Regions from separate parts of the Mus musculus genome. Here region 1 is linked to region 2. A link is a contact called in public HiChIP or PLAC-seq data. All regions are on one chromosome and are shown on one strand. Each heading gives the region's core, a stretch centred on a gene start, on an enhancer-like site or on the middle of the called end of the contact. The rest is flanking DNA. Distances are from core to core; before and after follow the strand shown. Region 1 holds the start of Npr3 (natriuretic peptide receptor 3). Region 2 has its middle 64 kb from the start of Gm34501.

Region 1 (5,589 bases), core at 2,789-5,288, 110 kb after region 2:
GTCATCTTCTCTAGTTTTATGTGGGATTTCTGGGGAAAAAATAATATTTCTCTTACAACTCAAAGGTTTATCTGTAATTAAAAACAGAAATTGATGTTAAAAAGACTTAAATATTCAAAAAGCACTTTCCAGTATTCTCTGCCCACCCCATGTATATAAAAATTGGTCACCATCTTATAATAACCAGGATGCACAGCCAAGCCATCCCTTGTGAAATCTCATCTACTGCTCCCTAGTTCTCAAGGCTGCCTGATGCTGGCTGGCTGGCTCTTGGGAAACTCTCTATTGCCCTCATGCCGGGTAGTTGAAATTTGACTCTGTGTTATCATCTTAGCTGCTAATATAAATGCATGCTGTGAGATCAATGTTATTAAATCACACATACTCAGGTGTATCTTTTGATTATATTAGACTTTTTAAGTTTTTCAATTGACTTAGCTGACAAGCCCCCTAGGAGATAAGAATAATTTGGGGGAGGACTTGGGGAAGTGTTTGTTCAGTTTTTCTTTCTAAAGGGCATTATGTAACCAAAAGAAAACGTAATCACATTATTGGGAAGGCCACAGGTCACACTTTACCAGTGAAGATATTCAGATATCCTTAATTTGATTTTAAAGTTGAAATGTTCTTTCCAAACATATTTGGGGGGTGGGAGGGACTCTCTAAAGCACGCCCTGGCTCATAAAGGTAGAAGATGCTCTGTGACAGAAACGCTTTCAGATACATCCCTATTGGGAGAATCAAATGTAAAATCTCCACATCAGAATAGCAGTTGGAAGAGGCCTGATTCTCATCGAGCTCCTTGTTCCACGTTCAGTGCCTTGCAAGGCAGAAAGGCTGAGTCCAGAGGTGTGGTCTTCTCTGCCTAAAGCTCTTCCCAGGACATGGCTTCCCCTTCTGGGTGAAGGTGATTATTATCGAATATAGCACAACGCCCGCTACAATGAACCCACACATTTACTGTGTGGGTCTGGCGCTGTTTCAAAGAATTCTGGTCACTTAGTTCATTAAACCCTTCCAGCATCCCCAAGATGTGGCTGTGCAGGAAGCCCACTTTACCTGAAGAAGATGGGGTACAGTTTAACAGCCCCGGATCCTGACAGCTAGCAAGTGGCTGAGCCACAAACTCCCCTGAAACCATATACTAAACCCCCACTACTTAATGCGTTGAGCAGCCACGATGAGGTGGAGACTCAGCGCCCTGAGATCTCCCAACTTTCTCTACAAAGAGTAAGAAATTGAAAGAAGGGCAGCCTGGAATTTTTTATTTATATTTCAGAAAATTCGCCTTATTGTTGCTGACACAGATTTTAGAGAAAGAATCATAAGATCATAATAATTTCACCTATAAAATACACACACACCAGACTAACAAGCTTGCACTGCTAAATTGAACGAGAAATGAGCGCTAGGAGATCTAAAATAAGCCTGACTATTTAAAAATAAAGAACGCAGGCTGTAGTCCTTTTAAACCGAAACACACCTGCCCCAACCCCACCCCAACCCCCAGCCCACTCTCACAGTGTGGCCCTCCCCCATCACGGTTCTAAGAGCACTGTGCGGCTCAAGGGCCCAACAGCGGAACTGACAGATCTGCCAGGCCTCTCACCCTAGGCCACTGTACCAAGGTCACCGCCTTTCTAGGTTCAGCAAGGCAATGACCAGAATTTGCAAAGCTCGGATGGATCTAGCCAGGCGTGAGGACACGCCCCCATTCCCAGCCTGCCCTGGGAAGTCTCCAGCTTTTAGTTAAGGCTCTGGAAGCCCAGAACTGAAGAAGTAACAGTACCCAGGACCGCGAGAGGCTGCAGTAGCCGGAGGACTGGGAGTGGGGGGAGAAAGTAGATGTGGGTTTCTCGCCCAACAGGGGCAAATCTGCCACCATAGGACAGAACTTTCCTTTTACATAACCAACGCCCTGCCTGCGCACCTAACAGTGATTCTGCGCAGACAGCCTGGAGTTCTTAGGTCGAAACTTGTCCTGTCTGCACTGTCTACAACACCTTGAAGTTAGAGTAGAGAGCGGGGAGGGGCAGTTGTGGCCCCACTCTTGAAGCTTTTTCTGCCCACCTCACCTGTTCTGAGCCTGCAAGCTTAGTGTTCCGCTGTCCCGCCACAGCCAGGCCCAGGTCCCCAGCATTCGTGCGACCAACACTGGGCAAACTAGGTGCCTGGCTTAGCTCGGCCCCTCCTAGGTCTCACCAGGATAGCACCTCCGAACGAACATCGGAAGCTTTGCGGTGTGGGGTCATAGGGGGAGGGTAATACCGCGGACATTCTGGGCGCCTGCGCACCAAGGGGAAACAAAGGCGAGATTTCTCCAATGTGTGAGCCCCAACCGGGACGTCCGGACTCATGCCCTATGCTGGGATTCGGCTCCTTCCTCTATCTACACGACAGAAACCTGGGCAGCTGCGGAGAATTCCCACGCTCCCCGTAGCCATGATCCCATTCCCCAGTACCAAATTCTCTGTCTAGTTTGGCTACTGTTCCAAACCCTCAGCGACTTGCGGAGAAAGGGCCGGGCAGGGGACCCGTGGGAAGGAAGCTCGGCGCACGATCCTCCGGCGCGCTCCGCCCAAGCCCAGCTCTGCGCGCGCTTTCAGAGGCTTCGAAGCCCAAAGCTCCCGGGGGAAGTGAGAGTCGCCTGAATTCAGACACGGCGACGCACTTCTGGTGCTTGTATCGAAGCTTGTAAGACACTAGAAAGGGCATGGAAGGAATCTAAAAGGAAGGCTTTAAAAAGAGACCTAGGGTCAGTGGAAAGAGCAGCCAGGGGAGCCAGGAGATGCGTCCCAACCCCCAGCTAGTCAAGAAGCTGCGAGACTGCTGGGGCGTCCCCAGACGCTGTGGCCCTGCCAGGGGGCGCGCGACTGCAATGGACAGAGTAGGGAATTCCTGGAACTCACGGGACTCCGGAGCTGTCGAAGAGGGGGAAAACCCTTGGTGTTTAGCCACACCTGTCATACCTGGGATGGCGCTAGCAAGCGGCTCAGACGTTCCCTCGACTGGCCAGATCCACCTCCCCGAGACTGTGTAGGCACACCCCTTCCACCGCGATGGGCTATCCTCCACCCGTCCCTGGATCAGGCAGCTCACACTTGGACAAGCCCCCGCGCGACCTCCACGGGTCCTTGGGTTACGGGGAAGGGTGGGGTCTGCAGAAGATTGACTTGGTGGGGTTTGGGGGAGAGCCACTGAGAACCGCTGAGTCAGAGCCAAGGACCCCCCTGGTCCCGCTCCCGCTCACCTCGCTCGCTGCCTTGGATGTAGCGCACTATGTCGTCCAGGTCCAAGTCTTTGGTCTCGTCGAAATTGTAGGCAGACGTGTGCAACCCCTCCTCCTGAAAAACCTCGTGGACCCCCTCGAGGGTGAAATAACAGTTCCTCTCGAGTTTGTCGTCGCTGTAGACCAGGGCTGCACGGCTCCAGTGGTGGTGGCGAAACAGAGCGAGCATCATCTCTCCCATCTTGGCGTAGGCAGGCGCCACGCGCGTGAGGTGCGAGTATTCCGTGTCCTTGTGCTGGAAACCGGCGGCCAGCGCTCCTGCGGACAGCATCGGCAGGTCCCAGTGAGACGCCAGCCGAGCCACCGGCGCCGCCGCGTACTCGCACACGGGCCCCAGGATGAGATCCGGCTTGGCGCCGCGCGCCGCCGCCACGCGGTCCACAAGACTGAAGAGCGCGCGGTTGCCGCAGTCCGAGTCTTCGTAGGCCACCTGGAAGCGAGTGCCTGGCGGCAGCAGCTTCCTCCCGGTGCCATTGCCCTCCACGCTACGCAGCGCGTACTCGATGGCCGGCCTCACCCGGGCCAGCGAGAACAAGTACGAATCGTCCCGGGGCAATAGAACAAGCACCTCGATCTTTTGAGCCGCCAGCGCCTCTCTCGCCCGGCGCCTGCTGCCTGGCCGGGTGTCCCCGGCGCCGCTGCTCGCGCCGCCAGCCAGCAGCACCCGGGCCAGCAGCACGCACGCCGAGAAAGTGAACAGCAGCAAGGACCGCATCGTGTTGCCAGCAAGCGCTCGCCCTGGCCGCCGGCTCGCCCTCTGCCCCCCACCCACCCTGCCCTTTTCCTCCCAGCTCTTTTCTTTCCTCTGTCCCTGCGCCCCCTTGGGCGCTCCAAGAAAACAGAATACCCCCTTCAGTAACTCGCCAAAAGATAGGAAGATTCCTCTACAATGTCCCTAGGTTTAAAAAATAAAAAAAAAAATTTTAAAGCAAAGAAAGAAAGAAAAAAGTTCACAGAATGTAAACCTGTGCGTCTGTAATATACATATAGACTTATTATCAATATATATATTCTCCCTCCCTTTGCACATAGGCTATTTGGCTTAGAGGTGGCTTCTTATTTGGGCGTTGCTAAGGTTGCGTTTGAAGGCCTTATTTGTAAAAGAAAAAAAAAAGTTAAACTTGTCCAAGTGCTTGTAATTGACGGTGCACCTCCTTCGCGTTTGATCCCATTGATTCGCGCGGCTTTCTGGATCCATAGCCGGGGTTTAAATAGCGTGGCAGCGGCGCAGCGCGTTACCACACATGGCGCGCCGAGGCCGGGCTTGTCTCTGCAACGGGTGGGGTGGGTGGGGGTGGGGCGGGGTGGGGGCTGGGCTGGGGGAGCCTCTCATTAACATTCTTACATCAGGGCTCCTCCCCGCACCCCTGGCCTACTCGCGGTTGCCGGGTCCCTAAGCCCCACTAGTTGCCGGTGCTCAGATTTGGCCCAAAGCCGCAACCGCCCACGTCTACACCCGCGGGAGACCTCGCGGCACAGCGTTACTCTAAGGTCCCCGCCTCTCCCTGGCTCCGCTTTCTCCAACCCCAGGATTAAAAAAAAAAAAAAAAAAAAAAGTGTATATATGTTTGAAAGAAATGAGTGCGCGCACATACACAAAGCACACACTCATACACACACACTGCAAAAACGAAGGGGAAATGTTTCTCCAAATTGGTGGCTTCCTTGCAAAACTCCATAGACTCTCACCTCTTTTCTTGATCTGGCCACGTTCTGTCTGGGTGCGCCCAGTCCTGTCCCGCACCTGACCTTTCTGGTCCCTGGAGCAAGGTCGGGGAACAAGGAACAAGGTCCTGGTGCAGGAAAATTCATTTGCAGAGCTGGTAAGCCCATCTGGCCTGCACGGTGTCGCACCGCTCCTTCCCCCACCCGGCGTGGGTGCCCTCCTCCCTCTGGGCTGCTGGGACACGCTAGAATCACAGTGGGCGCAGCGTCACCGTGTCCCAGTGCGCAGCCCCTCCGCGGGGTCACTGAGACCAGAAAAGCGAAACTTGTTGCTTCCGATGTTGGATAAATGATTCCGCTCCAGGAAGTGTCGCGGAGCTTGAAAAGCATCACCCTAAGGTACTATTTGCTAAACCAGGCAACTAAAAGGGACTCCCGCTTCCCGGCCCCCCAGATCTTCCCCCAGAGAATCTTTAAGTACCTAAAAAGCAGTCTGCCAACCCCAGCGCTTCTGTTCCAGGATGCCCGATAGTCTAGGATGCCCAGAAAGGTCCTGCCCGGTAGACCCAGTCTTTCCACTGGTCACAGCTACCACAGCGATGCAGACGGAGTGGAAAGGATTGTGGAGAAGTCTC
Region 2 (5,696 bases), core at 3,170-5,669:
ATAGCATTATTTTTATGCTACTCCATAATGCTACTTGTTACTAATCATAATATCTGATAGGCAGGATATCTGATATGTGATCCCCCAAAGGGGTGTGACCCACAAATGGAGAACGCTGATCTGATTATTGATGGTATAGACTGATTTTTATAAGTGGTTCTCCACCTCTCTACATCAGACTAGTAAGTCTAACTGTGTAGTCATGGATCAGCTCAGACCTGCTAGACGAGTGATCACATTAAAGATCTGGTAAGATTGGAACCCAGAAATCATTCTGGATGTGCTCTCTGCTGATGGCTGGACTGTCCTGATAGGGACAGCGTCTAATGTCATGTAGTGAACAGAATTTGCTTACTTTCAGTGATAGGACTCAGGCCAGGTTTCTTACTGCCTATTGGAGGCCAGCGTCTGCTTCTAGAGTCGGCCTACAGTCCTCAGGGACTGAGCAAGAGTCATTGATGAATGACAACATGTTGCGCACTTCATGAGTCTCGAGAGGATCCACTAGAAGGACAGAGCACGTAGGTTGTGGTTATGCTTATGGAAGCCACAGTCACTCACCTTGGCCATATTCCATAAGTTAGAAGCTATAGTGCCTGTCCTTCCTCAAATGGAAATCCATTGAGGAGAATTAAGAAGCATCCCATATCCCACCACAATGCAAAGATGACATCAAAATATTAGACTTGGAATCTTCCCTACATGAATTTAAATTGTAAATAATTTGTGTGTATTAATACCATTAGTTCAAAATCCTGCATGTAACTATCATATAAAGGCCCCTAAAATCCTGTCTTGTTCAGTTGACCTGTGAGTTTCTGGGATTTCTATAAAGGTAAGAAATTATTATGTTTATGGAATTATTAACTAGAGTCTTTTCTTCTCTTGATAAGCGTCTTGAAAGTATATGATTAGGTACATAATTTAGGGTGATTATATCTTCTCTCACACACAGAAACCTCATCTCTACTGCTTGGAAACACATTTAGTTGCTTTTCATAACATTAGCTAATAAGGAAAAAATAGTGTTTCTATTATTCTGACCATGTAAATTCTTTCCAAATGTATATAAATCATGGCATACAGACTGTGCTGGCTCGTTTTTTTGTCAGTAGAGCATTTAGAATGAAGGAGCCTCTACTGAGCGCATGCTCCCCATCACATTGGCCTGTGGGAAGCCTGCGGAACACTTTTTTCTTGATTTACAGTTGATGTGCATGGGTCTACCTCACTGGGTGGAGCAAGTCACAGCGAGCAAGCCAATAAGCATTGTCCCTCCATGGCTTCTGCCTCAGCTCCTGCCTTTAGATTCCTGCCTCCTCAAGTTCCTGCCTGACTTTGTTCAAGGATGGACTGCAATGTGGAAGTGTAAACTGAAATCAACCCTTCCCTCGCCCCCTTGGCTCTGGTCATGGTGTTCTGTCTCTAGAGAAAGCTAAGACAGAGCCCTTCCCTTCGCTGCACTGCTTCTTTTTCCTGGACTGAGTATTTCTCTTTCCTTATCACGTTCCTGCTTCCACATCTGTTTACTATTTTACCTCTTTATATTTTATGTATATATTATTTAGTATTACTTATATATTTGAGCTCTTTTACATTAAGCTCTTCCACAATTTAGAAAAGCACTCGGGAGGCAGAGGCAGGCAGATTTCTGAGTTCAAAGCCAGCCTGGTTTACAGAGTGAGTTCCAGGATAGCCAAGGCTACACAGAGAGACCCTGTCTCGAAAAACCAAAAAAAGAAAAAAAAAAAAAAAGAAAAAAGAAAAAGAAAAGAAAAAAGAAGAAAATGTTCCTGTGGATACACACACACACACACACACATATATATACTTTTATTTATTAATTTCTTCTTAAAGTATTTCCTCCAAGAGCCCCTGATATACCCCAATCTCTATTTTCTGTTGCAAAGCTCACCCCTACAATGCCCCATTGGTGGTACAGTAAGCCATCCTCGGGGCGCCTTCCCTTTTCTCTTAGGTTGGGTCCCCATTCCTTGCATCACATCTGCCTGCTTCCTTAGTAATTCTCGTGCACTAACAGAGTAAATCATTCTGTACCTTTCTCCAGAAGTTGTGTAGGCAGTGCGCTTTAAATTCTTTAGTGACAGAAAGAGTGGAGCGGTCATTTACACGGCCATACTTAGAAAAGCAGATGACTCAAGTCAGAAGCCCATGCTCTGGTACCGTGTTCACCTTCTCTGTGAACTTGCGAAAGCCACAGGACTTCCTGGGACTTTGTTTCTCTTTATAAGATGGACAGAAGTATGATAGTGCCTGCTCAGGACTGTGAATAGGAGGAGACATAGGAAGGGCCTTTTTATGGTCAACTATGTACAATGAGTATGTGCTATAAACAATTTTTTCTCCATAAGATATTATTATTAAAACACTGGAGGCTTGAAGTTGATATTAGTGGAAATATCTATACCACAGACACTGAAAAGTAAGGACTTTACCATCTCTGTAAAAAGAGCTAGTTTATATATAGCACACACCAATTACAGATTAGATCAATTATTTACAACTTACTGTAATACAATAATTGTATTACAGTTGAAATTGTAATGCTGTAGTACAGTTACTGTATTACTGTGACACTGTAATACAGCACTGTGTCTTTCTTTGTACAAAAGGCCGATGTATAGTTCAAATGTAACATGTATAGTTCAAATGTTCAATAGGTTGGTTGTATTGGTTCCTTTCCTACTGCTGTGCAAAGACATCATGAGCAAGGCATCTTACAGAGTTTAGGTGCCTGCTTAGAGTTTTAGAGAGTTGGCCCATGGTCATCAAGGCAGGAAGTGCAGTGACAGGCAGGCAGGTAGGGTGATGGAGCTGAGAGCTTACGTCTGATCCATACGCATGTGAAAGAGAGAAAAAGCAGCCAGAGCCTGCCATTGGGCTGACTGTGGACTTTTGAAACCTTCAAGCCCAGGCCTAGTGACACACCTCCTCCAACAAGGTCACACCTCCTAATCCCTCCCCAAAGTCCCACCCACTGGGGACCAAGTTTTCAAACATACGAGCCTATAGGGGCAGTCTTGATTCAAACCTCCACAATCATGAACTCCTTCAGATGAAAGACTGTGTGATTACATACAATTTCCCCCAGTGCAAAACTGACTCAGCAGAAATTCAGTTCCAAATGTTGGAAATATATGACTATAAATCATACTTGTTTTTATGAGATTGAGACCATGGTTACATTAGGTGGAAAGGGATAACAGATAACACTCTGAATTGGCTGGTTGACCCAAGCTAGAGTCATCAAAAAGGAAGGTGCCTCAGTTGAGGAAAGGTCTCCATGAAATTCAGCTGTAAGGCATTTTCTCAATTACTGATCAATGGAGGAGGGCCCAGTCCATGGTGGGTGATGCCATCCCTGGGCTGGTTGGTAGTCCTGGCTTCTATAAGAAGGCAGGTTGAGCAAGCTGTAGAAAGCAAGTCAGTAAACAGTACCCCTCCATGGCCTCTGCATCAGCTCCTACCTCCTTCTAGTCCTGAATTCCTCCAATGATGAACTATGATCTGGAAACACAAGCTAAATAAGCCCCTTACCTCCCCAACTTGCTTTTTGATCATGATGTGTTCTCTAAACAATAGAAACTCTAAGTAAGGCTCACAGGTACTAGCATATTTTTGAAAGGGGCACCCTGTTTGGTTTATTTAAAATAGATGACCTTGCTTGAGAGATTTCTATCAGCCAGGTTCTATTCTGTGTGCTGTGCAGAAATTTGCTCCAAGAACCCCCACAACATATGGACAGGAATTCCTCATTTCAAAGATAGGAAAAATAAGAAGCCCAGATCTGTGTAACATGCCCCCAGCACAGAGTGATATTCAAATATAACAAATGTCCATATGCTTAGCCCCATCCCTACCTTACGAAGTAAGGTATATCTGGGGGTATACAGTAAGAATAAAAGCCATTGAGCAAATATGATTTAAAATGTGAGGAAGGAATGAAGCCTGCGGCAAACTCAGCAGACCTGGGTCCATCTAAAAGCAATAAACCTTCCTAATATGAGAAACAGGGCCTACTGAAGCTGGAGCTTTGGATTCTTTTTAAGAGAATCTGGGAATCTGAAACTGCATGGGTGCAACCACTTCTGTTTAAAGAGCAAGACTGTAGAGACAAGCCATCTATAAATGGGCCATCCGTCTGCAGACTGATGTGGAACCTCCTTCCTAAAACAGACTTTGAGCACTCAGGGCAGGGGCAGAATGGGGTTGATCTGATTGGGGGAGAATGGGTGAAAGGCTTGGTTTATTCCCCTTCTCACCTTTGTCCCTAAGGCAGACGCAAGGAGCACTCTGCAGCACTGGGTCCCTCCCTCCCTCGTGCTGCAGAGTGGAGGAGGACAGGCAGGGAGGGACCCAGTGCTGATGCACATTCCACCTTCTCCAGGCATCCATCCCCAGGGAAGGCACATTCCTCAGAGTTAAGAGAGCAGAGCTGTTGACCTAGAAGATTCTTAGAATATTCTATTCAACACCCCAGTGGGTTTAACTCTCTTTGGAAACAATATAGCTGGGCCATGCCTTAGGCTGAACTGACTCTATGAGAGCAAGCTGGGGGGCTCAATTATGGAGAGAGTGAGTGGGAGAATTACCCTGAGTCTACCCTGAGCCCTAGGTAGAGATTTCCAAGGCCTGGCAAGAATCTTCAGTCCCTCCACGATCTCTACTTTCTCTTGCAGTAAATAGTGCTGGTCACATTAAGCCTCAGGTTACTCCTGTCTCTCCTTGTTGCATCAATTTTAGTTTCTACAGTAAACTGGAAGGCTAAATTATGCCATAGAGAAAACCTGTAGTTCTTTTTCCAATGAGGTTTTAAGATATTGGCAGAGTGCTTTAAATTGCCTTTCAGAACACACACAAACAGAAAGCCATTCTATTAGAAGGCAACAGGCTCTGTGACAATGATTAGGGTGACAGGTACTCAAAGGGAAAGTTCCTACAAATCAAGGAACAAGATAGGAACACATGATTCAGAGCTGGCCTTAATGTTGTCAATTGTTTATCTCAGTGAGGGACCAGATACTGAAGCCCATCAGGACAGCTACTGATTATACACATGGGGGGGGGGGGGGGCACATGCACGTCTGTGTGTGCATGTATATATATGTAGTATATATAGTGTATATATATATTAAATATATATTTTAAATTATTAAATACATGTATACGTATACATATACATGTATATATGCATATATATGTCATATACACACATATATATGTGTGTGTGTGTATTATATATATATAAAACATATATATAACATATATATTTGAAAAGCCTCTGTTTCTGATGGCTTTTCCCCTTGAGTGCCCAGTTGATAACTTGAAGCAGAAGAGAAACAAGAAGGGCCCATGCTGAGGCAGCAGACTGTGGGTGGGCCAGACTGGACACAAAACTGAGTGAGCTCTTTTGGGGGAAGATGTGAAGAGATTCTTGCTGTTTGCTGAATTCCCTGGTGCTCTGCCTGCCCTCGGGGGAGATGATACAAGGATACAGTACTTTACTAAGCATTGTTCCGGGATGGTGCCCTGGGGTTGTGACCCTAATTTCTTTTCGACATTCTCAACTTAATAGTTCTTACAGTTATATAGCCCAGAGATGCTCTGCTAGTTCCTTGGTGGGAGAAAAAGGGGGCGGGGAGGGAGATAGACTGAAGCTCTGCTAAATTTTGCAA

What was found. HiChIP or PLAC-seq counts read pairs in DNA pulled down with a chosen protein or histone mark.
Region 1: a contact with region 2 is called in an H3K4me3 HiChIP or PLAC-seq map of craniofacial prominence, with 3 times the contacts expected there. The contact joins the promoter of Npr3 here to the enhancer-like site in region 2. A contact is called at or near these places in 3 of 39 promoter capture datasets (the 3T3-L1 cell line and liver), 2 of 484 Hi-C or Micro-C datasets (the HL-1 cell line and cerebral cortex), 7 of 115 datasets of contacts at active chromatin or transcription factors (the NIH/3T3 cell line, craniofacial prominence, embryonic limb bud and 3 more) and 3 of 9 other capture datasets (adipose tissue, embryonic stem cells and pancreatic islet).

What each region holds. Positions count from the first base shown.
Region 1 is chr15:11,901,636-11,907,224 of GRCm38.p6, forward strand. It overlaps Npr3 (natriuretic peptide receptor 3), which reads right to left and starts at 4,039. Exons shown (of 8, transcript NM_008728.2): 1 at 3,251-4,039. The coding sequence starts at 4,004. Gm5144 (predicted gene 5144) reads left to right here and starts at 4,890. Exons shown (of 2, transcript NR_131059.1): 1 at 4,890-5,353; 2 at 5,475-5,589.
Region 2 is chr15:11,790,457-11,796,152 of GRCm38.p6, forward strand. No RefSeq gene overlaps it. Among named protein-coding and RNA genes, the nearest start is that of Gm34501, 64 kb to the left of the region's middle. Within about 2 kb of position 4,420, at least 32 of the 459 cell types and tissues checked have an H3K27ac peak or open chromatin away from gene starts, as enhancers often do. A contact at or near this core is called in craniofacial prominence, where this site is marked.